Regions from separate parts of the Mus musculus genome. Here regions 2, 3, 4, 5, 6 and 7 are each linked to region 1. A link is a contact called in public Hi-C, HiChIP or PLAC-seq and Micro-C data. All regions are on one chromosome and are shown on one strand. Each heading gives the region's core, a stretch centred on a gene start, on an enhancer-like site or on the middle of the called end of the contact. The rest is flanking DNA. Distances are from core to core; before and after follow the strand shown. Region 1 has its middle 46 kb from the start of Gm31603. Region 2 has its middle 11 kb from the start of Gm31718. Region 3 overlaps Gm31718 (a long non-coding RNA gene). Region 4 overlaps Gm31718 (a long non-coding RNA gene). Region 5 holds the start of Tarbp1 (TAR RNA binding protein 1). Region 6 overlaps Gm31718 (a long non-coding RNA gene). Region 7 has its middle 22 kb from the start of Gm51605.

Region 1 (3,496 bases), core at 460-2,959:
CGCTAGGAGAGCAAGTATGTTTGGTTTTGTTGAGAAACAAGGAAAGAAAGACAACAGCAAAGAACAAAACCAAGCTACGCATACAGCACAGGGAGCTGGGGAGAGAGCTTGTTGTCTGCCTGGCAAATCACCAACCTGACACACTTAAAAAAAGCTCGGAATGGTGGGGTTCTTGTAAGCCAGTACTGGGGAGGGTAGAGACAGAATCCCTGGGACTCACTGATCGGCCCTGCTAGCTTAGTGAGTTCCAGGTCATAAGAGATCCCATCTCAAAAAATAAGAAATTAAGGTGGATGGTATGTCTAAGGCTGTCTTCTGGCCTCCACCTGTATGCACACAAATTGTGATTACAGAATATAAAATGAGGTCCTGGCATGTAGAAGAGCTGAAGTCTGCGGCTTGGACCAGGTGTTCTGATTCCCAGATTGAATGAGGCTGTCTCCAGGAGGCCATCTTGTCTCTGCCTCTCTCCTCCCTACCTGGGGCTTAAGACATGTGAATGAGCCCACGCTTGACAGCTGCTACCACTCACGTGTTTAGAGAGCATCTTATTTCGTCCTCTTGCCCCTCAGATGTTGTCCATCTGCCTGCTTGGCCGCCCTGATGAGAATCTTATGAGCATGTGGCATTTCCAGAGTTTTTCTTAGTCTAAATGCCATGGACAAATCCCTCCTGAAATCTTATCCATATGTGCTGGGTTCATCCTCAGTCCTTGAAGGAACAGAGCCAGCCTCTCGTTAATTTTCCAATCTTTCCCACTAAAATGTTTAGTTCCCCTTCTGAGTCCTTTCATAGATTATTTCTGCCAAGACAATGGGACAGAGGGTTCCTGGAATAAATGATGGAACTGGAGGGAATTAACCAATAAGATCAACGGTGGAGCCAAGCCAACTGTTGGAGCCTCCCCATCCCATGCAACTGGTACAGGGAGGCAGAAGTGCTTCCCCAACTGTCTGTCCCGGTACCATGTGGCTGTACATGTGTTGCACACAAGTGTCATGCAGATGGAGGTCCACGCCTTGCTTCCTGGGTTTGATTGATGGCAACTAGCCAGGGTTATAGCTGCAGCAATAGGCATTATTAGGGAGGTGGCACCCACAGCACTGGGGGCCATCCATATGAGATTCTTACGAGCATATGGGTTTTTCTTATCACGGTTTTTCTTAGTCTAAACTGCATGGACAAATCTCTATTGAAATCTCATCCACTATGCAAAGTTTATCCTCAGTCCTTGAAGGAACCAAGCCAGTCTCTTTGTTATGCCTAACCTGGTTGGCTTTCTGGGACAGAGCTGTGGCCCCTGATCTGCTGGCAACTCACTTCCTCTTTTCAGTAGAATGGTACTAATGATACCATCCACTTCCAAGTCTTGCTTTCTTGTACATTCATGTAAGAATGAGTAGATATGTATACATGCAAATATATGCATATATCACACATGTACATATTTAGATATGTACATGTTAGGAAGACTGGGTGAGATGAATGGAGAGGAGAGGAGACCTATCAGACAAACCTAAAGGAATCCTAAGCTGACACATCCTTTCATTATGTCCTCATGAAATGGCATGTGTGGGTGAGGGAGGGGTTCTAGGAGCTTCAGTAGCTTACCCATCACCATTAATCCTGCAGTTGGCAGCTTGTGTCAGTTGGCTCAAAAGCAGTGACTCACTCTGACTCAAAGGGCTCTGAAGACTTCTCCTTGAATCCGTCACAACACATCTTCCTCTCTGGCAGCTCTTCATGACTCAGAGGCCCCTCAGCCAGGCCACTGGGAGATTGGGGGATGGGGATGTTTCGAGTGATTGAAAAATCGTGTCTGACACCGGGGAGACAGTTCAGTTAGTAAAGCACAGTGAGTCTCACACTTGTGAAGATTGGAGACTCACTGCAAGAACCCATATTTAACAATAATAATAATAATGCAGGCATGGTGGTGTGCTTGGGATCCGAGCCCTAGGGAAGACAGGTACAGGATGATCCCTGGGCACTGGCCAGCTAGCCTAGGCTACTCGGAGAGATCCAGGCCAGAGGAAGAGTGCATCTAGAAGACAAGGTAATGGCTAAGGAAGCATGCCTGAGGAAGGACCGCCTATATACCTTTGACCCTCGCTTGTGCATGTGCTCACGCACATTCAGTTCTTGTTCATGTGTACATCACACTTGAATGTGCATACACGCACATCTAATGCACATGCACACAGAGAGAGAGACACACAAGAAAGTCCATGTTTGCACATAAGATTTCATTTCCTTTGACTTTCAAGCTGAGAAATTACTGGCAAACTTGTTCCAGGAGAAAATATTGAGCAATTGTTATCAGTGAGAATGTCTCTGTCTGTCTAGGGGGTAGAGGGCAAGAATGGTGACCCAAGAACAGCTGGCCCCCTTTTAAAAGTCTTTTATTCCCGACAATGACTAATGGCTGTCACCAGTAGACAAGCACCTGGCCATTGCTGAGCACAGAGAAGTGAATATATATGTATAGGAAATTTTATAGAAGAAATATTTGTTTTATGTTTGTTTTGTTAGTGTGTGTGCATGTGAGCGTGCAAGCACCCATGGGGAGGCCAGAGGACAATGTCTCACACTTGCCTGGGACTTAGAAGTTATGTCAGGCTGGACAGTCAGTGAGCCCTAGGGATCTGCCTGCCTCTCCCTTCCCAGTGCAGAGGACTACGTGAGGATGTCACCACATCTGGCCTTTTACAAACACTATCTGGGAACCAAATCCAGGTCTACGTGCTTGCAATACGAGATCACTTTACCTACTTGGCTTCTTCCCCATCCCAAAAGATATTTCTAGAGCCCTTCACAGCACCTGTGTGTTCAAAGCCACTGGAGGAAGACCACACAGCTCCTTGCCCTGAAGCAGGTCTGAGAGATGGACTGGTGGCTTTACCGAAGGTCGGGTTTCACAGATTGATGTGGAGGTTTGGCCATGGGGAAGAAGCACAAGCAGGTCCATTCATTCAAGTTGTTTAGCAATCTGGCATAAAAGACTGCTCACATGACGCAGAACCAACAAACTCGTGGGGATATTCCAAATTAGACAGTAAGGTGTGTGAAGAGCCTGGGGCGTGGGAGGCCCAGCCTTCCACAGGATTCGGCAGCAGCTCTGTTGTGTGGCCTCCATTTCTTCTGACTGGCCATTGACTCATCCTGCCGGTGCCTGGCTGCATAGAACCCACTTGGAGCAGAGTGATGACAGTGCTCACTCCCTCCAGGCATCTTCTCCTCAACTCCCTTTTGTTCTCAGCTAGGCCCTGGTCTGTCACAGCCTGCTCGGGCCTGTTTAGGACTCAACCAGGCTTAGTGATCCAAGGCAGGCTGGAAAAAAGAAGCTTCAGTGGGTGGGGAGGTGAATCGGTGGGTAAGAATGCTGAACATGCATGAGGACTTGAGTTCAAATCTCCAGCCCCCACTCAGAGAATGTGGTGTGGCTGTGTGAGGCTGTAGCTTACACACAGTGGGAGGGGGAGAGAGGAGGATTGGC
Region 2 (3,496 bases), core at 675-3,174, 240 kb after region 1:
AGAGTTACATTTCTACTGGCAAAGCCTAACAACAACAATGACTTCTGACCTTCTAAAATCGGCAGCAGAGAAAATGAACTGGAGCAGTAATGGGGGTGGGAAGCACTCCACAAAGACATTCTGTACCATTCACAACTTCTGTTTGTTGTTGGCTGGGTTCTTTTCCCCCCTTCTTCCCCTTTCCAAGTGTGTGTGTGTGTGTGTGTGTGTGTGTGTGTGTGTGTGTGTGTTTTCAAATGGCAGAAAATATTTTCCAGCTACACTGTGCTGGCATTGCCAAGCTCATGCTGATGCCAAGGTTATAAAAAGCAGCTGTGGAGAGACTTCACAGAAGGGCTTGTCCGATCAGCTTCCAAGACACTAACTTTCCTCTAAGAACCCCACCTTCTTCACTACGTACCTGAGGGGGACACATGTGTGGCCATATTACAATAGTTATGTGCAAGATACTTGAGTGGCAGGTCTTTATGATCCCTCAGTCCCCAAATCCTCACACTCAACTGAATGTGATGGCACACGCCTGTAATCCCAGCACTCAGGAGGTGAAGGCAGAAGGATCAAGAATTCAAGACTATGGCCATCTACAGACAGAGCAAGTTCAAAGTCAGCCTAGGATATGTGAAATACTCTCTCAAAGGTTCAAAAGTTTCTCCCTGCACCAAAAGAATCTCTCTCTCTCCCTCTCTCCCCCTCCCCTCCCCCCCCCTCTCAGACACACACACACACACACACACACACACACACACACACACACACCAAAAACTGTTCCAAGATTCCTGCTACAGTTGCCAGGAAGGCTCAGAAGGGCAGGATAAGTTTGGGCTGCAATGGTGAGAACACATGGTGGCCCTCATGGGCCAGTTCCCCTACCAACACCCCCTCTTCCTCCCTCCTCTGCATGTGAGTGTGTGTGGAAGTGAGTTCATCTGTGTGTGCACATGTGTGTGCATGCATGCATGTGTGTCCGGGCATGCATGTCTGTGTGCATGTGTGTGTGTGTGCATGTGTGAGTACCTGTGTGTGTATGCTTGTATGTGTGTGTGTGCATGTGTGTAGGTGTGTATATGTGTAAGTTCATCTGTGTGTATGTGTGTGTGAGAGTGCATGCATGTGTGTGTGAGTTCATCTGTGTCAGTGTATGCTTATGGGTATAACTTAACTGTGCATGTGTAAGTGTGTTCATCTGTGTATGTGTGTGTGTGTGAGTTAGTTCATCTGTGTGTGAGAGTGTGTGAGCTCATCTGTGTGTGAGTTCATCTGTATGAGTGTGTGTATGTGTGTGTACAAATGAGTTCATCTGTGCATGTGTGTGTGTTTAAGTGTGTTCATCTGTGTGCGTGTGTGGATGGAAGCCAGACACTGACTTTAGAGCCTTTCTCTACTGTGCAACACTTTCTCACTGAACCTAGACATCACTGCTTTGGCTAAACTAGCTGGGCAGAGAGCTCTAAAGCTCTTCTTGTCTTCCATGTCTCAGCCCCAGCTCTGGGGTCACAGGCATGTGACCCAACAAGCCCAGCTTTTTATATGGGTGTGGAAGATCTGTAATCTGTGGAAGATCTGAACTCAGGTCCTTAAGCTAACATAGCAAACACTTTACCTGCTGAGCCATCTCCCCAGTCCCAAGAAGGATGTTCCTTGCATGGAACCATGACTCTCCAGAACCCCCACTCCCCGACCCGGAGACTTCCCCCAGGTCTCTCACTCTCATTCAGTGATCAGCTCCAACTCCATCTTGCCTCATCCTGTCCCTCCCACGCTGTGGGACACCCTACACCTCATTGCTGCTGCTGCTCTGCAGTGAGATCCTACTCCCTCCCTCCCTCAGTTCCAGCCTAGTGAAGACAACAGTAACCCGCACTGTGGCTCTCCTGGGTGACTAATTGGTTAATCCTGGGAAGGCCTTTGAAGCTGAAACACCAGTGTGTTACTCACAGGCTGGAGGCATGAACTTGCCCTAGGCCAGGTCTGAGTCAGCAGAGAGTGGCCTCCCACCTCCATACAGGCTGAGCCAGCCAGCCTAGGTCCTGCTCAAGGTCAAGGCTGTCCTACAGGAGAGCATGGCAATGTAAACCAAGGGAGATAGTGAGGTCTTAGTGGCCTGTGTGGGGTGGCTGTTCTGAGCCTGAGAACTGGGCCCTGTTGAAGATCACATAGCACTCAGTCCTCAGCTCATGCTTCCAAGATAGCACATGCAGCAACCTTGGTCAGGACAATATTTCCTGGTCATCGTTTGGAGAAATATTTTTTCCCACAGCAAATTCCTTAGGAGCCACAGCCTATCTCCTTGCGATCTCCTTAGGTGGGAGGGCAGTGCTGTCAGCCTAAGTCTTGGGAGAAAGATGTGGGCAACTTGTGGATTCCCTCGGCCTTCTCACACGCATCTCTCTTGTGAGGGTGGAGGTGATGGCTGAGACCGGGCCTCACTCTTAAAACCAGGCTGGCCCTTGAACTCACTGTGTAGCCTAAGCTAACCCTTTACAATTCATTTGCCTCAGCCTCCTAGCATGCCTGGCCATCCCATCTGCCTATGGGAGGAAGAAACTAGTCAAGTGTGATGGTAGGTACCTATCATCCCTGCATTCAGAAGGTGGAAGAAGAGAGATCAGGAGTTTAGTGATAGCCTGGGCTACATGAAACCAACCCTGTCTCAGAAAAGAAACAAAAGGCAGGCAAGCAGGCAGGTAGGAAGGGAAGGAGGGAAGGAGGGAGGGAGGGAGGGAGGGAGGGAGGGAGGGAGGGAGGGAGGGAGGGAGGGAGGGAGGGAGGGAGGGAGGGAGGGAGGGAGGCTGGTAGGCCAGTTTACAAACCAGAGGCCAGCCCTTGTGCTGATGCCCTTAACCCTTCCAGCAGGGTTTTGTCACCAGAGCTGGGAGGCAAGAACTGACAGCCTTTAAGATGCAACCCAGTGTCAGATTCCCCAACAATGGAGCAGCAGGTCCCCACACCCTGCCCCCCCACCCTCCTGTAGTGACCCCCATATGATCTGGCCCCCCAACCTCTGCCTTTCCTCTGCCCTCTCTGCCATTTCCTTCTTCCAGAAAACAACCTCCCTGGCCAGAAGGATTTCAGGCACTTCTGCTTTTGTTCTAAAGCCACCAGCTCTTATAATATTTTCTGCTCCTCTTCCCAGGGACTCTGAAACACACAGATGACAACACTTTAAAAACAAAGAGCCGAAGGCGGTGGCACATGTGTATCGCCCCAGCACTTGGGCGGCAGAGACAGGCGGATCTCTGCGAGTTCAAAGTCAGCCTGGTCTACAGAGTTAGATCGGGTCTCAAAAAAAAAAAAAAATTACATTAAAATTAAAACACAAAAATCTGAAGTAAAACCAGGAGGGACTGCTGTCAGCTTGGGGCAGGAAAGGGGAGAGCGGAGAGCTTGTGAGTGGAGGCCTGGATCTGGCCAAGGGGCAGGGCACAGCGGTAGACTGAGCAGAGAGCTTTCTGTTTGGCTTGGGTGGCTGCAGAGGTAGAAGTGGCCACTGGGAGAG
Region 3 (3,496 bases), core at 525-3,024, 220 kb after region 1:
AGAAAAAGAAATGGCAGATCACTAGGCTAGATGGATCCTAGGGAAGAGAGAGGACAAGACCCACTAAGTCGGTCTGAAAAGGAATCCATGGGCTTTCAGCTAACTCTCTGCTCAAACAGGCTGTCATTATAGCCACCTGGGCAGGAGGAAATCCATTCTAAAGAGTCACGCATACCCCTCCTTTTGGCTATTAGACTCTTTAAAATGGCTCCTCAAGGAGTTGAAAATTCCCCAAGAATCTCATGCTAGAAGAAGGAAAAAGCTGGATCCCAGTTCTAGGCACAAGGTGAACTTATGTTCCAGAAACAGATTTTATCCAGTCCTCATAAGACCACCTCACAGGACAGGTCAGTCTGTGATGGGTCTGTGACAGGCAGGACCACATCTTGACCAGGCCTACTTACCTGTGAATAACTCTTGCCCTCTATGTAAACCTGAACCTCATCTGGACCCTGCAGATGGACCCAGGTTCCCTGGATCTCTTTGTTCCTCTTCTCAAAGAGACCCCACTGGATAAATCTCCTTTCTCAGCTTTTTACTATGATTGTCTTTCTAACTGTTGTAGTGATTTGGAGAACTACCAGGACCCAGACCTCAATTTTAACAATGCCTGTAACAGCATTGCATGCCCTCTGACCAACTGTGCCTGCAGTTACAATTCTCTTACCAATGACTGAGTTTATGACTTGGTTGGTTTTTTTTTTTTTAATGGTATTAGTTGGAACTGAACACGCTCTGAAAAGTGCGCCAATTACGTCAGCGATCGAGGAAAAAAAAAAAAAAAACACTAACCTCCCTCCATGTGGCCAGCTTTATCGTTCTGATACTGCAAGCTCCTGCAAGGTGCCTGGGGTTAATTAACTGCTTCAGAGGAAATCACATTGATCTGTATAAGCCATGAGTACCTGCCTGTCCTTCTTGCAGAAACCAATCTGGTGGCATCTCCTGGTCCCACTGCTTCCAGATGAAGGACTCTGAGTTACAGACTGCCTCCCCTACCCCCTCTGATCCTCCTGCTCCCCTGGGTAATCCATTACCCACAGTGACTCAGCTGCCTAGAGGCATCTGGGACAATCTGATGACCCTGTTCACCTACACTGCACTCATCTGATACTGTGAGAGCCTCTCACCTTCCCCTCATGGGAACCCCAGCAGCAGCAGCAATGGCTGCAGTGTGGAGCCCTGCCTGAGGCCTGGCATTCGTGTCTGAAGAACCCTCCAACCACTATTAAAGCCACCTTTTCTCAGCCACCTTTTCTCAATGCAAAACGAAACACAAAACCCACACACAACACTGCAGCCAAGTGCTCCGTGAGTGCCTTTTGGGGCAGAGTATGTAGTCATGTCATCTTCCTCTGGTTAAGATGGAAAGATCTCTGGTGGGGAGGAGATAGGACATGAGGAGATGGCTTAGCCCAACAAGACACTTGCTGCAGAGCTGGCAACCTGAGGCCCATCCTCAGGACCCACCTAGTAGAAGGAGGAGACCAACTCCCAAAAGTTGTCCTCTGATGGCCAGTAGCCCCCTCCACAAATGGCCTGGTCGGTGGCCAACAACATCCTATGATGAGAACCACAGGAACCTTCCTTGCCAGGCAAGGCAAAGCCATCTTGAATCAAGGACAAGATTATGTTTTATAACTTCAAGAGGCTCTATAACCAGGAAGTGCAGTGAAACACAACACACCTGAGGGAGGCCTGCCAGCTCTCAGAGGCCCTGCCTTTCTTTCTACAGGTGCTGTGGAGACTCACTGACAAGCCTGCTCAATTTCTGAGTTCTAATTTAGAAAGTGACTTTTTCTTTCTTAACATGGCTATGCCTGGCATCTCAATCTCTTCAAGTCCCTCCCTCCCTCCCTCTTTCCCTCCTTCCCTCCCTCCTTCCCTCTCCCCTCCCTCTCTCCCCTCCCTCCCCACACTCCCCCCTACGGATGCCTCACAGCAGCTGCTTGAAGATTTCCATTGCTTAACCTGCCCACTTTCCTGACCTCAAACTCAAAAAAAAAGCACAATTTCCTCTTTTTCCTCTTCTTGTGGCAGCTGACTGACCCTGCTGGCTTTCTATCTATAATTCTTTTTTTTAAAAGATTTATTTATTATTATATGTAAGTACACTGTAGCTGTCTTCAGACACACCAAAAGAGGGCATCCGATCTCATTATGGATGGTTGTGAGCCATCATGTGGTTGCTGGGATTTGAACTCAGGACCTCTGGAAGAGCAGTCAGTGCTGAGCCATCTCTCCAGCCCCTCTATCTATAATTCTAACAATTTTTTCAAGTTTTCTTTTGAATCCATCTTAAATTTCTTTATCTGTGAGACAAGAGAAGGAGCCTGAGTTCCAATCTGGTTGCCTTCTGGAAGTGGGGTCATCTGTGAAGGGAAGGGAATTGGGGCTGCAAAGAGTGTACAGCAACAGCAGAGACAGGCAGGTGAGGCTACACAGCCCTGCCTCAGGTCTGAGGTCATGGCCTCTGTTCCCAGGCTGCCCAAGGTCTGAGAGTTCCCTAGATGTTTGTCCACCTGTTTGAGTAACAGAGCCCTGTCTTGTCCCCATAAAGAAAGGGCTGTAGTCCACACAGTGATATGCAAATGGTGTTTACCCAGGTGGGGCACCTTGTGAGACAGGCTCTGGCAGAGTCCTACACTTAAGGTCACTTTATGCCAATGTTCTACTTCTTCTCTGGGCTTTAAAGGGAACCTCTGGGTCTAACCACAGTACGATGAACATACACAGAATTAGTTGGAAGAAGGGAAGAGGAGATGTGAGGGTAAGAGGAAGAGAGACAGAGAATGAAGTAGCTCTGAGTACAATGTCTGTCTAGCTCACACAATAGAATAAATACACACAACAGAGTAAAAAGAAAAAAGTCCTGGGCTTGCTACAACTGGCCAGACGAAATCTTCCTCTGAGGTAGTGGTCCTTAATCTTCCTAAAGCTGCGACCCTTTAATGCAGTTCCTCATGTTGTGGTGACCCCCAACCATGAAATTATTTCATTGCTACTTCATAACTGTAATTCTGCTGCTGTTATGAACCGTAATGTAAATATCTGATATCTTATTTGTGACCCCTGTTTAAAGGGTCATTTGACACCCCTCGGGGAGTCACAACCCACAGGTCGAGAACCACTGCTCTCAAGACTGGAGATGTGGCTGAGCGACTTGAAGAGAACCAACCAGCATTAGATTCCTAGCAATCACATCAGGACGCTCACAGACACCTATAACTCCGGCTCCAAAGAATCCAACATTTCTCCAAGGCACCTGCACTCACATGCGCACACACACACACACACACACACACACACACACACACACATACACACACTTTAATAAAGATAATTTTTTAAAATAAACCTTTCACTAAGTCATTTTAATGCAAACTATTATGATGCTAGCATTAGTTTGTAAGAAGCATACTTGTATTTTTTTATTTGCTTATTTAGTTTTGATTTTTCAGTATTGGAGATTGAATACAGGGTCTTGCATAGGACA
Region 4 (3,496 bases), core at 317-2,816, 200 kb after region 1:
GAAGGGAATCTGCCTCTCAGATTGTCCCCAAATCTTCCTCAGTTACCCAAATAAAAGGCACCAGACAAGATCCTCATTTAAAGCAATAGTAAATTGGTTCAGAGAACCAAGAATCTGATGAGGACCAAGGAGCTAGCTTAATTGTTCAAGTGCCTGTCACTCAAGGATGAGGATCTGAGATCAATTCCCAGAAGTCACATTTTAAAAAAAGCTGAGTGTGGTGATGACTACTGTGCTAGGGAGGTAGAGATCAGCCTGACCCAGAGAAGCTCACTAGCCTAACCTGCTAGATGATTTCCAGGCCAGTGAGAGACCCTGCCTCAGAACAAAAAGACGACTGGCGCCTGTGATATAACACCTGAGGTCATCCTCTGCACCCATGCATCTTACCTGCACACGTGCATGTGCACCCACACATACAAAAGGTAACAGACTAGGAGAAGACTTGAAATTTGTGTTCAGTCATTGATGGAAGGCTTGGAGTGATAGAAACACCTCAAAAAAAGAAAGTAGTAACCCAGACACTCTGTAAGACCCTTGAGCGAGCTCAGCCTTTGATGACTGCCATTTTGCACACCCTTGACGCTTCTTAGCTCCTCTTCTAGAAGATGCAGTTTCCCCCGTGGAACTCTGGGAATGAAGGTTACCATATCCAGCCCTGTACACTGGTTTAGGGATTTAGCCCAAGGCTGGTGCTTTAAAAAAAAAAAAAAAAAAATCCTTCCTTTAGCCTCCCAGAGACAGGCTGCTCATTTCCATTGCTAAGGTGGAGGAAGAGATAAAGGGATTTATTATCTGAACATTCCAGGGCCTCCCAAACAAATCTGTTCCTCCCTCTAACCACCCCCACCCCCCCGCTCCCCAAAAAGCTGGACCGAGTTTTAAAACATAAGTGTGTTTTGTTCCCAAGCCAGCTTGTCCGTCTCGGCGGCACTCATACACGCAGGGCCTCCTTATCAAATCACAGACTGCTAAGTCACAGAGCAGGAGAGTTCTGGTTCAGCACACCTCATGAGCTGCAAGCCCCAAGAAGGATGTCTGTGTCTGCCTTGCTTGTCATTAGCATCTCATGGTCACATGGCAGTGCCTGCGTCATTCAACCACTGGCAAAGAAAACAGAATGAGGTCAGCCACGAGGGAGAACAAACGGCATAGCTCAAGGAGCACAAACGCAAGCCTGGAAACTTGGGGGGTTGGGGGGGCAGGCTTGTGAGGGGGTGAGTTGTGGCTGATCACAGCCTCCTGGTGGTCCCTCTCTGTGTTCCCTGGTGTTTGCACAGCCCAGGTTACAAATCTGGGCATCATCACCACCAATATCCCCATAGTAAAGGTGACAGACTGGACAGAGCATGCCACATCCCTTGCAGCAGGGTAGAGTCTGGAGCCGCCACGCACCCTCCCCTTCCCTTGTAGAATGGAAGGTGCCAGCCACTTGGGGGTCAGAGTTTGAGGGGAGGCTCTTCTGAGGAATGTGTCTGTGGAGAAATCCATGCTCCCTAGAGGGAAGTGGGGACTGTCCCTGCACATCAGACTGTGGCAGAGCTTACCCCAGGATGCCCTTTAATGAGAGCAGAGAAGACTAGGCCCTTTGCCAGCCAGGACCTCAGAGTCTAAATAGGGTTGCAGTAGGCTGGCAAAGGTCCCTGAGGCCTGTAAATGTGAGGAATCTGGTGGGGGTTTTGTTTGTTTGTTTGGTTGGTTGGTTGGTTTTGTTTTCTAAGGAAATGGGTCTTTGCAAATACGAATAAGGACTGTGAGATAGAACAGTTATCCCAGGTGCCTCACAACTGAGAAGGGCAAAAGCCCCCATATACAATGACTTGTGTACTTAAAAGACAGAGGCCGGGCAGTGGTGACACACGCCTTTAATCCCAGCACTTGGGAGACAGAGACAGGCGAATTTCTGTGTTTGAGGCCAGCCTGGTCTACAGAGTGAGTTCCAGGACAGCCAGGACTACACAGAGAAACCCTGTCTCGGAAAAACAAAAACAAAAAAAAAACAAAACAAAACAAAACAAAAACAAAACAAACAAACAAAAAGACAGAGGCCAAGTGTATCAATTACTTCCTTAGTTGCTGTGACAGAATACCTGTTGAAAGCAACAGAATACCTGTTGAAAGCAGCTTCGGTGAGGAAAGGTTTATTCTGGCTCACAGTCGAGAGGATACAATCCACCACAGAGGGGAAGGAGAGCAGGAGGCAAAGGTGGCTTGCCACTGTGGCGGCACAATCGTGAGGTGGATAGTCACATCCCACGCGCAGTCAGAAAGCACCACAGCGAAAAGCCTCTGGAGAAAGGAACCTCACAGAAACGTTGACCTCAGCCTTCCAGCCTCCAGAGCTTCGAGCAAGAAGGTCTCTGCTGACCAAGCATGGGAGCATGGGCAGACGAAGACACCTCATACATAAACCAGAAGAGGGTAGCTCTTAAAACTTAAAGTCCACCACCACTCCCACTCTCACCAAGCCACTCCCTCCAGCTGAGCTGCTCTACCTTCTGAAGTTTCCACACCTCCCAAACAGCGCCATCTGTAGGCAACCAAGCGTTCAAACACAGGAGCCTAAGGGAAGTGGTGGTTGAGGAGCTGAGGCCACAAACTAATCAATGGCAGACAACACCCCACCCCACCCACCCCCAGCTGGAAGGGATCAAAGTGGGTCCTTCCCTGGATCCTTGGAGGGAATGCAGTTCCGTGGACACAGCCAAACGAAAGTGCCGTCAAACTTCTGCCCTCCAGAACCGCGAGAGAACAAACTGCTGTCTTATGTCTCTTTGTGACAGCAGCCAAGAGGACATCATTCATTATACAGAAGCTGACGACTACCTGCTTGAGTGTCAGAACCAGAAGCAAGTGTTGGGTTGGGCCAATTTCTGCCTCAGTGCTTGTCAGGGCCAGTCTAGTCAGGGTCTGGGTCAAGAGAGAACGCTAGTATGGACCACTGAGTGCCTGAGTCATGGAGCTACCAGAAAAGGTAGGAACCCCACAGGGAGGAACCACAGGTAAGCCCTGTCTAGAGACCCAGACCTACCATCCTAGCTACTCTGGAGGCTGAGGCGGGAAGAAAATGAACACAAAGCATACTTGGGCTACAGAGTACATTCAAGGACAGCCCAATGAGACCTTGTTTCAGTAAGAAAGGCTGGCAATACCAGACAGTGGCAGAGCCCTTGCCTAGCCAAAGACCTGGGCTCCATTCCCAGCACAGGAAGAAGATGAAGGTAGAAAAGGTCTCGAGTGGCCACACAGAAGGGGGTTAGAGAAGGGCCGGGGGCAGGTATCTACTTCAGCCATACTCAAAAATGCCACCCCCTTCAAACCCTCTCCACCCCATAGGACTGCCCTGGCCCTTTGGCCCCTTGCCTTCCTCCAACCTTTTAAGCAGGGAAATGGGAAACAGAGCCAGACAAGAAGGGTCTGGGGGACAACCAGCCTTGCCCCTTTCCCATGCAGGCCTAAGCAGGCTCAGCTGGAGCGGGGAAGGGAATGAGATGTT
Region 5 (3,496 bases), core at 685-3,184, 210 kb before region 1:
AGGAGGTTCCAGGATGCCAGGGCCCTAAACCCCTGGTACCCTATAGAGAAGTCACAGACTGCCCTTGAGCAGGATCCAGAATTATCTCAACTTCAAAACAACAAGAGTAGCATCTCCAGCTTCTAGATGGATGGATGGAAGCCTTTAAAATGTGGATGGAAATGTCTCCCCCATAGAAGTTGGACCTGAGCAAACTATCACTCAAGCCCTAAAGACAAAACCAAGCTGTTTACAGTCCCAGCTCTGCTTTGAATGCAGGAGGCCCCAAGAGAGCATTCCTGCAGAGACAGGAAAGATGGATCACCCACAAAACCACAAATGTGCAGAGACCATGAGGAAACACAATTCCAAACTTCAGAAAGAAAGCGTCTGAATCCTGAGTTCCAGATTCAGAGAGAGCAAGCGAGAGAGACCCTGGCCCAAAAATAAAATGGAGAATAATCAAGGACAACACCTGTTGACTTTAGGCCTGGGCGCAAGCACACACGATGACTTAAGGGTTATGTTTAGAAAGCACTAACTAACCCTGCTCCTAATATTCCTAAAGGGAATGTCAAGGGATTAATATTTGATTCCGTACCTCGAGTTTCAAACATTAACTTGGGTTACACAGCACCCTTCTTTCAGTTTGATACGGATGTCAACTTTTTTTCTATCAGGATGTAAAGGCGTGGAGCAGGCTTGGTTTTACACAGAGCATGCTACCGCGTGTGCGATATCTTAACCTTCACTGGGTCCACTTTTCCCAAAGTGCAGGAGGAGGCCGGTGTAGGGTACCACATGCAAGTGTCAAATCCGCTCAGGATGAGGTGGACGCCCCTTGAAGGCTGGTTTGAGGTAGCAGAGTGTGGCTGGGGCAAAGAGATAAGTAGGTGCCAGTCTGGAGAGATGGTTCAGGGGTTAAGAGCACTTGATGTTCTTCTAGAGGACTGGAGTTTGACTCCCAACACACACATCAGGTAGTTCACAATTGCCTTTAACTCCAGCTCAAGGGGATTTGATGCCCTCCCAAGCATACGCACGTGATGCACATAAACTTACACAGGCACGCGCGCGCGCGCGCACACACACACACACACACACACACACACACAATTTTGTTTTTTAGAGAGACAAGTGGGTACCTTTTGTGTCCTGGGGGCTGCAGGAGCAGTCCACCGCCAGCTCTGCAGACACCTGTACAGCCCTCTGCAGCAGGTAGCGCGCGCGCTTTCGCGTGAGCCCGTCCTGCGCGCGGCCCAGCCCCGCCTGGACGGTTCTCCAGAAGCGGCCGCAGAGACGGGCGTCGAGATCCCCGTGGCGCTCATGGTTGGTCAGCAGCTTCTCGGCCAGTGCGCTCAGCACCAGCAGTTCTGGCCCAGTGCTGCCCTCAGCTCCCGGTCCCGCGGAGCTCAGCGCGTCCCACGCCGCACGCAGAGCCGGTTCTGCGCTCTGTGCCAGCGCGGGCAGCAGGCGCGCTCCCACGGCCGGCGGCGCGTCCCCGGCCAGCGCCAGCTCCACAGACGCGCGCCCCAGGCGACGCAGCAGCGGGGCATCCTCCGGCGCGCGTAAACACGGCGCCACGGCGGCCAGCAGCTCCACGGCTGGCGCGCTCGGCAGCTCGCGCAGCGCTTCTTCGGCCAGAGTGACTGCCAGCTCCGGTCCTGCCAGGCGCGCGCACGAGCGCAGCGCCGCACTCGCCGCTCGGAGCACGCGGGGCCTCGCAGGCCCTCCGCCCTGGGACGCGTGCAGTAAGGGCACCAGGTGGTCCCTGGCCACCTCGTGTGCCGCCTTGGCCAGCGCGCCGGCGCCCGCGCCGCGCTCCTCCAGCCGCTGCAGCACCAGGCGCAGGGTCTCCGCCCGCTCCGCACTCGCCTCCCCGCCGCACAGCGCGCCCAGCAACTCGCCGGGCTCCCGACTCTGCGTTAGAAGCGCGTCCGCCAACACCCGCTCCATTTCGCGGGGAGTAGACCTGTGCGCGTGCGCCGGCCACCCTAAGCGCGAGTGCGCGTGCGCGGCGAGAGGTTCCCACCCACACATACCCTGCCCGGCATAGGACCGCATAAGGTTCCTTCAACTTTGTTGGGAGTGTGATGCCTCCTGCCACTCACAGTTTTTAGTAAAAAGAGTTGCTGCAGACATAGTATTACACCAGTTCCGAAGTTCCCGATTGGAAATAGGCCTAGGGCCTAAATTTTCTAGCTGGCCCTAAATTCACATAGATATCCTGCAATCCCCCCAGATGGCTGCTTTTTAAAAGGGTGCATGTTAAGAGTTACCACAAAGTCTCTAAAACAATGGATCACAAATGAAATCTGGATTTATGTTTTGAAAATAAGTTATGAGAGCTGAGAAGATTGGTCAGTAGGAAAAGGGCATGTTATGAAAGCATGAACATCTGAGTTAGGATCCCATGGAGAGGTAACTACCATCCTGCGTGGTGGAGACACATCTCCCCGCCGCCCCCCCCCTCCCCGACTCCCCCGAGTCGCTGATGAGCCAGTATGGCTGAGATCAGTTCCAGGTCCAGTGAGAGAGCCTGACTCTTTTTTTTTTTTCATTAGTAGTAAACTTTAATATTGTTCACTTTGCACAAGAAAAGTGGCTCACTAAGAGCTGGGGTTCTGAGGAGAGAATGTTTAGGCATAAATGGGGGAGCTGTGAGAGGCCTGGAGCCTTGGTGAGGGTGGGGCTCTGAGACTGAAACCCAGCCACCAACAAGGAAGAAACTAGCCCCACCAGTGTCACAATGGTGGACAGCTCTGTCCTCACCTTTGGCTGAACGCGGGACCCCTAGCCACCAGGCAGGGTCTGGGCTCCAGCCTGCATTGAGGCATCTTGGCAATCAAGAAGGGAACTGAAAACGGCTTCAGCGAGTGGACGATGGATGAGCCCGTTCAAGGCACAGTGTCCATTAGGAATGATAGGCCCGCGCTCCCCCTGCTCTCTGAGAGTCCAACCTGGGTAGGAGCTGGCAGGCCCCAGGTCCCCTCAGTTGGCAGAGTTGTATTGTAGGACTTGCTGAGAGGCAAAGAGCTTCTTGACAGCCAAGGCCTCTCCCGGCTGCCCCAGCACCAGACAGTTCTCTTTGTTGTCTGACCCAGCAGCCTGGGCTGAAGACTTCTTAAAGTAGCACAGGCGGCACACGGAGTGATACTTGTCGGCTCCGCCAATCACCTCCACCTCTTTCTCCAGACCCAGCCTCTTCGTGTAGGCAGCTTCTCGGAAGCACTCCATGCACACAGCGGTGAGCTTCACCACACTCTCCGCCAGGGGCACCAGGTTCAAGATGCTGCCGAAAGCCTTCCTCTGGAAGGTCCCATCCAGTGCTGCCACAATTACTGTCTTGCCCTCGTTGGCCATCATTTCACAGAAATCCACAATGTCAGGAAAAAACTGCCCCTCATCGATGCCAATGACGGCCACACTCAAGGACTCCTGGGTCACATCGCGGAGCATGCAGGCTGGCAATGCGTCAATGGTGTTCCGATCATGTGTGGAGAAGCTGTTGCTATAG
Region 6 (3,496 bases), core at 654-3,153, 180 kb after region 1:
CTGGTAGCCCAGGAAGACTCTAGATGCAGAGCCAACCTGGGCTGCAGAGGCTGAATCTTGGAGATCTTCCATGAGGGCCAGACCTGACCGTGCAACCAAGACCACCTTTTTATAAGTGTGTGCACATTCACGTGTGTGAGCATACATGAGAAGGAGCATAGGTCCTTGCATGTGTAGAGGCCAAGGTTGACATCTGATGTCTTCCTAGGCTGCTCCCCACCTTACTAGTCAAGATGGTCTCTCACTGATCACAGATCTTACCAGCTGGCTAGACACAGACTCACTGGCCAACAAGCCCCAGATACTCTCCTGCCTCAGCCTCCCCAACACGGGATTGCAGACAAGTGTGTGTCACCACACACAGCTTTTAATGTGGGCACAGGGGATCTGAACTCAGGTCCTTAAGCTTGTGGGGTAAACACTTCTCTGAGCATCTTCCCAGACCATGTTTCCCAATGGTTTTTTACTGCAACAAAACACACAAAGGAGAAAATAGAAACATACAAGAAACATACCATCTTAGCATAACATTCTGGAAAATAATATTCACATTGCTACAGCACTGTCCCCACACAACAACCAGTCTCTTAATTAGCTGCTGTCATCGTGAAACAATCATTTCCCACCCACCCCCTTGGTTGTACTTCTCCCCTACTCTGACATTTCTAATATCATGAAGAAGGAGAAGGAGAAGGAGAACAACAACAACAACAACAACCCAAGATTTAATCAGGCAAGGTAACTCAAACCTGTAATCTCAATTTTGAGAGGCAAGAAGATTGGGGCAAGTTTGAGGCCAGCCTGGGCTACATAGTGAAACTTTGTCTCAAAAAGTATCAAATTAAATTAAACTCCAAATGAAGGCACTAAGGAGACAGCTCAGTTTATAAAGTGCTTGCTGTGTAAGAAGGAGGACCCATGTTTGATCCCCACAGCCTAAATTTAAAAGCAGGGCATGGGGCTCAGCTTGTAAGCTTCCAACTGGGGAGGAACCAACAGCTGGGCCTCCCCCCCCCCCACCAACCCCAGGGTTTAATGGCCATCCAGCCTGGCCCACTCAGTAAGTTCCAGCCTAGTGAAAGATCCTATCTCAAAATAAGGTGACAGCACCTGAGAGACTGATTGGCCTCTGACCCCACATACATGCACACACATGTGCATGCACATACATGAACATCCATACGCATGCACACACACACACAAAAGGAAGAAGGAGCACAATCTAAAAGACTGCCTCACCAGGGGGCGTCCACCCTGAAGGATGCTCATGGGAGCATTTTTCTATGCTTTTCCCCCCTCAAGTTAAGAGGTAAAGGATGCCCAAAACTTTGGCTTTCCAAACCAGAAAGGCTGGGCGTCTCACAGAAAGCAGCAGGTTTTGATGCAGTCCCACGGGCAGCTGGGGTTCCCCCACCCCTACCCTCTGCTTCTTCCTCTCTCTCACCCCCTCCATGTCCCTCTTTGAGTGAGTTGGGTGGAATGGGAGGCCTCTCTGTTTTGCAGGCTGAAGGAAGCCCCCATTTCTCTGCATCACAAGTCTAGGAAGAGCTCCTGAGGAGTCGATGTGAGCTCCCTATTAGAGGTTCAGAGTGAAGGCTTCAGGACACACACACTCACACACTCACACACCAGCATCAAGCCCTCTTAGAGTCTGTGGCCCAGTGCCATCACTCGAGATTCTGTTCGGGTCCCTCTGAAGCCTTCGCCTGCACCTGCCAGCTTCCCAGACAGAAGTCACACCGTACAGTGAAGCATAGAAAACAGAAAGCCGTTAGCCCCCAGTGAATGTTATTTTTAATGAAAGTGGTACATTTTGAGTCACAGTGTTAAAACCAGGTCAGAAATGAATCATCAGAGAATCAACCACAAAGTCCCCTGGAGGTGACTGCAGATGACTGCCCTGTCACCAGCTCTGCACACGCCTCCCTGAGATTCTGTCACGCGGAGCCAGTGTGGGGCCACTGGGTGCCATGTCAGCTCAAAAGATGTTATGTTGTCACCAATGGGATTCCCCGGCTTGGTGATGTGGTGGTCCCACCCACACAAGGAAGCGGCCATCATCCTGCTAGGTCTATGATTACATCATCCTACTGGCTTCCAGGTAGTGTGTCTCAGATGGTGGAAAGAGATAAAAGGACCTGTTCCTCCCTGACCCGGACTCTACCTAGTGCCCACATCTCCTCCTGGCTATGGAGAGGCAGCCCAGGGGCTGAGAGATGGCTCCATCAGTAAAGTGGTTGCTATGCAAGCATGAGGATCTGACTTTGATCCCCAGCACCTGGCTGTGGTGGCATGTGCTTGTCATCCAGCTCTGGGAAAGCAGAGACAGGTGGAAGTAGAGGCAGGAAGATCCCTGGGGCTTATCAGCTTAGCCTAATAGGCAAACCCAAGCATTTGAGAAACCATGCCTCAAAAAGCAAGTGAAGGGTTCCTAAGGAACAATGTTCAAGGATGGCCTCTGGCCTCCAAACACAAATGCACACACATGCATGTACATGGGAACACACAAGATACCCATTTGAACATGTGTATAACACACATAGACACACATGCATACTTACACACATGTACACTCATATACACTCACACATACACACAAAAATACACACACATACATATACACAAATACACACACATACACATATACACACACACAAATACACACATGCATACACATATACACTTATACTCACACACACATACTCATATACTCACACATACACACACATGCATGGGCACACACACATACGCACACATACATACACAATTACACACATACTCATACATACACATACACATATGCATGCATACATGCACATACACACTTAAATTCAAACACACATACACATTCTCTCTCTCTCTCTCTCTGTCACACACACACACACGCACACACACAGGGAAGCTCAGGATGGGCTGCTGTGTTGAGTAATTTTATGTAAAGTTGACAAAAACTAGTCATTCATCTGAGAAGGAGGAACCCCAATTGAGAAATGCCTCTATAAGACTGGGCAGTAGGCAAGCCTATAGAATATTTTCTTAGTGAATGATGTTGGAGGGCCCTGCTGATTGTCCTGAGCTGGTGCTCCTGGGTTCTATAAGAAAGCAGCAGGCTAAGCCAGCCATGGGGAACAAGCCAATAAGTTACACGCCCCCATGGCCTCTGCATCAGCTCCTGTCTCCAGGTTCCTTCCCTGTTTAACTTCCTATTCTGACTTCCTTCAGTGATGGATGGGATGTGGAAACAAGCCAACTAAACCATTTCCTCCCTAACTTGCTTTTGGTCATGGTGCTTCATCATAGCCTCTGCCTTCTGGTTTCAGATCCTTAGACAGGCTGAATATTGACCCTGGCCACTCTGCTTCAAAGACCTCCTTCTAAGACCACACTAAGGATCAAGTGGAACGCACCATGCAGAAAACACAAGAGCTAGTTCCCTTCTGTGGAAGCAACAACAAATCACTCCTTTTTGGTGAAGGAGTTAAAGGCTCCTTTCTGG
Region 7 (3,496 bases), core at 516-3,015, 160 kb before region 1:
TTTGGGAAGAGAAGGGGGTTTCATTGTTGCCAGGACACCCAGCTCCACTCTTATACCAGTCTGGTCAAATCACCAGCAATTGCAACTTCTGGTTCTTGAAGGAAAGATGAAGGAGGGCAGAGAGGATGGGACAGTGTAAACAGACAAAGGAAGGGAGGACGGAAACAGGAAGGGGGGGAAACAAGTTAAAGGTCATGCAGAGAGGTTGCGCTTGAGAGAGCAGCAACTACAGAAAATAAAACTAAGACACAATGTGATAGTTTGTGCATGCTTGGCCCAAGGAGTGGCACTGTTGGGATGTGTGGCCTTGTTGGAGTAGGTGTGGCCTTGGAGTAGGTGTGACACTGTGAGTGAGGGCTTTAAGACCCTCATCCTAGCTGCCTGGAAGCCAGTCTTCTCCTAGCAGCCTTCAGATGAACATGTAGAGCTTTCAAGCTCCTCCTGTACCATGCCTGCCTGTACTCTGCCATGCTTCCTTTCCTGATGATAATGGGACTGAACCTGTAAGCCAGCTCCAATTAAATGTTGTCCTTATAAGAGTTGCCTTGGTCATGGTGTCTGTTCACAGCAGTAAAACCCTAACTAAGACACACATCATCCCTCCAATAAGTCCCCACTTTCTCTGGTGTGGTAGTAAATGTTTATAATACCAATCTGTGGGAGAGCTAAGGCAAGACAGGATGATCAGGAGTTCAAGATCACCCATGGATGCTTAGTGAGTTCCAGATCAGAGAAACAGCCAATCACTCACTCAGTCAATCAATCAATAGAGTTCCAGGGCATGCTGGATGTATGTCCACAGCTTTCCCACATACTCTTGAGCCATGTTCACTATCCTTCCCATGCTGAAATTTCCACAGTGAGGTCTCCTTGGAGGATGATCCCAGCCCACATCAGAACAATATGTCATGGCTTACAGAGATGTCACATAATTCTATATAACGAACTTTTTGTGGCCGTGCTGTGAGGGAAGGGATTTTGTCCTCATTGCAGAAGTCAGGGCCTAGGTTACGACATGGTGTCAAGTTCAGTGTCCCTTTCTAAGTTCTGGGCTTCTTTGCACTCTTCTAGCTTTTCTCTCCAGGGAGGAGGGAAACTGAGTCACAGCCTGGAATACTGACTTGGTAGAATCTCATACTTTGCCTTATCCGCTCTTAGATCATCTCAGAGTTCCGATTTAACAAATTGTAAAAGTGTGTGTGTGTGTGTGTGTATTCACATGTGCACGAAAGAGAGAGAGGGGAGGAGGGAGAAGAGGAGGAAGAGAGAGAGTAAGCATGCACATATCAATGCATGCACACATGGAGGTCAGAAGCCAACAGTGGGGGTCTTCCTCTATCACTGTCTATTGTATTTTTGAGGCAGGGTCTCTCAGTGAACCTAGAGCTCAGTGATCAAGCCAAGTGGATGGTCAACATGCTCCCCGGACCCTCCTCTTCCTGCTCTCCCAGCCCCAGGACTACAGATGTGTACCACCATGCCCAGCTTTTAATGTGGGGCTGTGTAACTGAACCCAGTTCTCATACTAGCTCAGCAAGTTCCCTACCAACTAAGCCATCTCCCTAGCTCCAGGGCGCATGATCTCTCAAGTCAACCAAACCCTCCAGAAAGCAAAGAGACGGAGTAACTGTGGAGAGCTAGGGAGAGTTGTTATTGGAAGACGGTGCAGACGCCTGCTGGAAGCTGAAAGGACCACACTGTACTGTCTCATCATGTGCTAATACAATTATCTCATGTTGGCTATGAATAATGCGGTTCCTGGGCTTCTGAAGAAGAGGCGTGGGGCTGCCAGCCCTTGAGAATGGCCCTGGGCAGAGTCTGAGTAATGTAAGCCCGTCTGAATCACAGGAGAGGACCTGCCGGTCTCAATTCGGGATCAGAAAACACATGATGCAAACATTGCCTCGCTGAGCCCTGGAGGGAGGCACGCAGAGGCAGACCCTTGACGAGAGGCCTGGAAGCTTCTCTCTTGCCTGCTCTCCCTTTAACCAGCTTGGCACCCCTTTCCAGGACCATCTTCCACTTGAAAATCTGCCTGTGTGGCAGGCACTTTCACACTCTCTGGGGCTTTGAGCCAGACCTCAAGGATCTGTGGTATGTATGCCTGCAAGCTGGGGCTGTCATCTCAGGCCCATGGAGGCTGGAGCTGAGCGAAGAGGTGTGTGCCTGTAGTGCCTCAGGAGGCAGAGGCAGTTGGATTTCTGTGAATTTGAGGCCAGCTTGATCTGCATAGTGAGTTTTAGGACACTTAGAGCTACATAGTGAGACCTACAAAAATAAATAAATAAATAAAACAAGAAACAAACAAACAAAGCCAGGATGACTGAGCCAGTCTCAGATCCTGATGGCTGGCATTAGTGAGCATAAACCGAGCCATTGTGTCTCAGCCCTCTTCCCTCCTCCCTCTTCCCTCCCTTCTCCTCCCTCCTCTCTCCTTCTTCCTCCCTCCTTTCTCTTCCCTCCTTCCTCCTCCTTTATCCTTCCTCCCTCCTTTTTCCCTCTTCCCTCTTTTCTCTTCCCTCCTTCCTCCTTTCTCTTCCCTCCTCCCTCCTCTCTCTTCCCTCCTCCCTCCTCTCTCTTTTGTCCTCCCTCCTTTCTCTTCCCTCCTCCCTCCTCTCTCTTCCCTCCTCCCTCCTCTCTCTTCCCTCCTCCCTCCTCTCTCTTTTGTCCTCCCTCCTTTCTCTTCCCTCCTCCCTCCTCCTTCCTCCCTCCTTTCTCTTCCCTCCTCCCTCCTCTCTCCTTCTTCCTCCTCCTTTCTCTTCCTTCCTCCCACCTTTCTCTTCCCTCCTCCCTCTACCCTCCACCATATTCTCATATCACATGTAACTGCTTTTCTGCTCTCACTATTAGGCAGTCTCCATGATTCAAGCCATCCTTCCTTTCTAGAAGTTCCAGGAAACACAGCCGCCTACCGCACATTGCACTTATGTGATTCCAACTCAAGTTAGAAGCCATTTCTCCCAGTTCAAGGAAAGTTATGAACTTGGCAGCCTCAGTGGAAACACACATGCACGTGCACGCGCGTGCGCTCGAGCACACACACACACAGAGTTACCCTCAGTCGAGTCACACACACAGAGTCACATACACACACCACATACACACACACACACACACACACACACACACACACACACACGGTAGTGAATTATGGATTTGCAGGGAGTGTTTCTCATTTGAGTTGTATGTATTTCACAAAACCCAAAGAAGAATTAAGCCCAAAAAGCAACTGCTCAGAGAGAGAGAGAAACTTGCTTGTAATTCATGTTATGCATAATGGATTTGGCAGGCCTGAGCACAGAAATTTCCAGAAGTGTTTGCGTGGCAGTGGTTCTTAGCCAATGCACATTTTTTAGCTGTCCTGGCCAGCTGCCCAGCCTGCAGAAAAAGGCTTGTATCTCCACAAGCTTGGCTGGCCCCGCTGTCGAGTTTCCAAACGGCATGGCGGCGTCCGATGAGCTTATTCTTAAATGCCAAAAAAACTTCTGCTACTTAT

What was found. HiChIP or PLAC-seq counts read pairs in DNA pulled down with a chosen protein or histone mark. Hi-C and Micro-C count contacts between places; a contact is called where the count stands out from the background.
Region 2: a contact with region 1 is called in a CTCF HiChIP or PLAC-seq map of the NIH/3T3 cell line, with 18 read pairs. The contact joins two enhancer-like sites. A contact is called at or near these places in 2 of 15 datasets of contacts at CTCF or cohesin (the NIH/3T3 cell line and large pre-B cells), 30 of 484 Hi-C or Micro-C datasets (the 63-12 cell line, B cells, the C10 cell line and 21 more), 11 of 115 datasets of contacts at active chromatin or transcription factors (the HPC-7 cell line, the NIH/3T3 cell line, Th17 cells and 8 more) and 1 of 9 other capture datasets (embryonic stem cells).
Region 3: a contact with region 1 is called in a Hi-C map of bone marrow-derived macrophages, with 23 read pairs. The contact joins two enhancer-like sites. A contact is called at or near these places in 25 of 484 Hi-C or Micro-C datasets (the 63-12 cell line, B cells, the C2C12 cell line and 16 more), 8 of 115 datasets of contacts at active chromatin or transcription factors (the HPC-7 cell line, the NIH/3T3 cell line, Th17 cells and 5 more) and 2 of 9 other capture datasets (embryonic stem cells and liver).
Region 4: a Micro-C map of muscle stem cells shows a contact between it and region 1, with 3 times the contacts expected there. The contact joins two enhancer-like sites. A contact is called at or near these places in 1 of 15 datasets of contacts at CTCF or cohesin (the NIH/3T3 cell line), 15 of 484 Hi-C or Micro-C datasets (CD4 T cells, the G1E-ER4 cell line, the HL-1 cell line and 6 more), 5 of 115 datasets of contacts at active chromatin or transcription factors (fibro-adipogenic progenitors, heart atrium, large pre-B cells and 2 more) and 2 of 9 other capture datasets (embryonic stem cells and liver).
Region 5: an HNF4G HiChIP or PLAC-seq map of pancreatic cancer cells shows a contact between it and region 1. The contact joins the promoter of Tarbp1 here to the enhancer-like site in region 1. A contact is called at or near these places in 7 of 39 promoter capture datasets (3T3-L1-derived adipocytes, the C10 cell line, HPC-7-derived erythroid cells and 4 more), 2 of 484 Hi-C or Micro-C datasets (the Ba/F3 cell line and embryonic stem cells), 2 of 115 datasets of contacts at active chromatin or transcription factors (the HPC-7 cell line and pancreatic cancer cells) and 1 of 9 other capture datasets (adipose tissue).
Region 6: a contact with region 1 is called in a FOXA1 HiChIP or PLAC-seq map of pancreatic cancer cells. The contact joins two enhancer-like sites. A contact is called at or near these places in 2 of 15 datasets of contacts at CTCF or cohesin (CD8 T cells and the NIH/3T3 cell line), 12 of 484 Hi-C or Micro-C datasets (the G1E-ER4 cell line, the HL-1 cell line, the MC38 cell line and 6 more) and 13 of 115 datasets of contacts at active chromatin or transcription factors (the HPC-7 cell line, T-cell acute lymphoblastic leukemia, double positive thymocytes and 10 more).
Region 7: a CTCF HiChIP or PLAC-seq map of the NIH/3T3 cell line shows a contact between it and region 1, with 8 read pairs. The contact joins two enhancer-like sites. A contact is called at or near these places in 1 of 15 datasets of contacts at CTCF or cohesin (the NIH/3T3 cell line), 8 of 484 Hi-C or Micro-C datasets (B cells, the N1E-115 cell line, cortical neurons and 5 more) and 2 of 115 datasets of contacts at active chromatin or transcription factors (heart atrium and pancreatic cancer cells).

The regions. Positions count from the first base shown.
Region 1 is chr8:126,682,447-126,685,942 of GRCm38.p6, forward strand. No RefSeq gene overlaps it. Among named protein-coding and RNA genes, the nearest start is that of Gm31603, 46 kb to the right of the region's middle. Within about 2 kb of position 1,710, at least 118 of the 459 cell types and tissues checked have an H3K27ac peak or open chromatin away from gene starts, as enhancers often do. A contact at or near this core is called in 3T3-L1-derived adipocytes, the 63-12 cell line, the Ba/F3 cell line and 22 more, where this site is marked.
Region 2 is chr8:126,917,532-126,921,027 of GRCm38.p6, forward strand. No RefSeq gene overlaps it. Among named protein-coding and RNA genes, the nearest start is that of Gm31718, 11 kb to the left of the region's middle. Within about 2 kb of position 1,925, at least 161 of the 459 cell types and tissues checked have an H3K27ac peak or open chromatin away from gene starts, as enhancers often do. A contact at or near this core is called in the C2C12 cell line, CD8 T cells, the HPC-7 cell line and 13 more, where this site is marked.
Region 3 is chr8:126,899,282-126,902,777 of GRCm38.p6, forward strand. The region is part of intron 1 of Gm31718 (a long non-coding RNA gene); the gene reads right to left. Among named protein-coding and RNA genes, the nearest start is that of Gm31718, 7.3 kb to the right of the region's middle. Within about 2 kb of position 1,775, at least 47 of the 459 cell types and tissues checked have an H3K27ac peak or open chromatin away from gene starts, as enhancers often do. A contact at or near this core is called in the 63-12 cell line, the G1E-ER4 cell line, bone marrow-derived macrophages and 1 more, where this site is marked.
Region 4 is chr8:126,883,260-126,886,755 of GRCm38.p6, forward strand. The region is part of intron 1 of Gm31718 (a long non-coding RNA gene); the gene reads right to left. Among named protein-coding and RNA genes, the nearest start is that of Gm31718, 23 kb to the right of the region's middle. Within about 2 kb of position 1,567, at least 153 of the 459 cell types and tissues checked have an H3K27ac peak or open chromatin away from gene starts, as enhancers often do. A contact at or near this core is called in the HL-1 cell line, cerebral cortex, fibro-adipogenic progenitors and 2 more, where this site is marked.
Region 5 is chr8:126,473,131-126,476,626 of GRCm38.p6, forward strand. It overlaps Tarbp1 (TAR RNA binding protein 1), which reads right to left and starts at 1,935. Exons shown (of 30, transcript NM_001159907.1): 1 at 1,125-1,935. The coding sequence starts at 1,935. It also overlaps the pseudogene Gm6091.
Region 6 is chr8:126,865,893-126,869,388 of GRCm38.p6, forward strand. The region is part of intron 1 of Gm31718 (a long non-coding RNA gene); the gene reads right to left. Among named protein-coding and RNA genes, the nearest start is that of A630001O12Rik, 19 kb to the left of the region's middle. Within about 2 kb of position 1,904, at least 100 of the 459 cell types and tissues checked have an H3K27ac peak or open chromatin away from gene starts, as enhancers often do. A contact at or near this core is called in CD8 T cells, the HPC-7 cell line, pancreatic cancer cells and 1 more, where this site is marked.
Region 7 is chr8:126,521,421-126,524,916 of GRCm38.p6, forward strand. No RefSeq gene overlaps it. Among named protein-coding and RNA genes, the nearest start is that of Gm51605, 22 kb to the left of the region's middle. Within about 2 kb of position 1,766, at least 130 of the 459 cell types and tissues checked have an H3K27ac peak or open chromatin away from gene starts, as enhancers often do. A contact at or near this core is called in the N1E-115 cell line, the NIH/3T3 cell line, embryonic fibroblasts and 2 more, where this site is marked.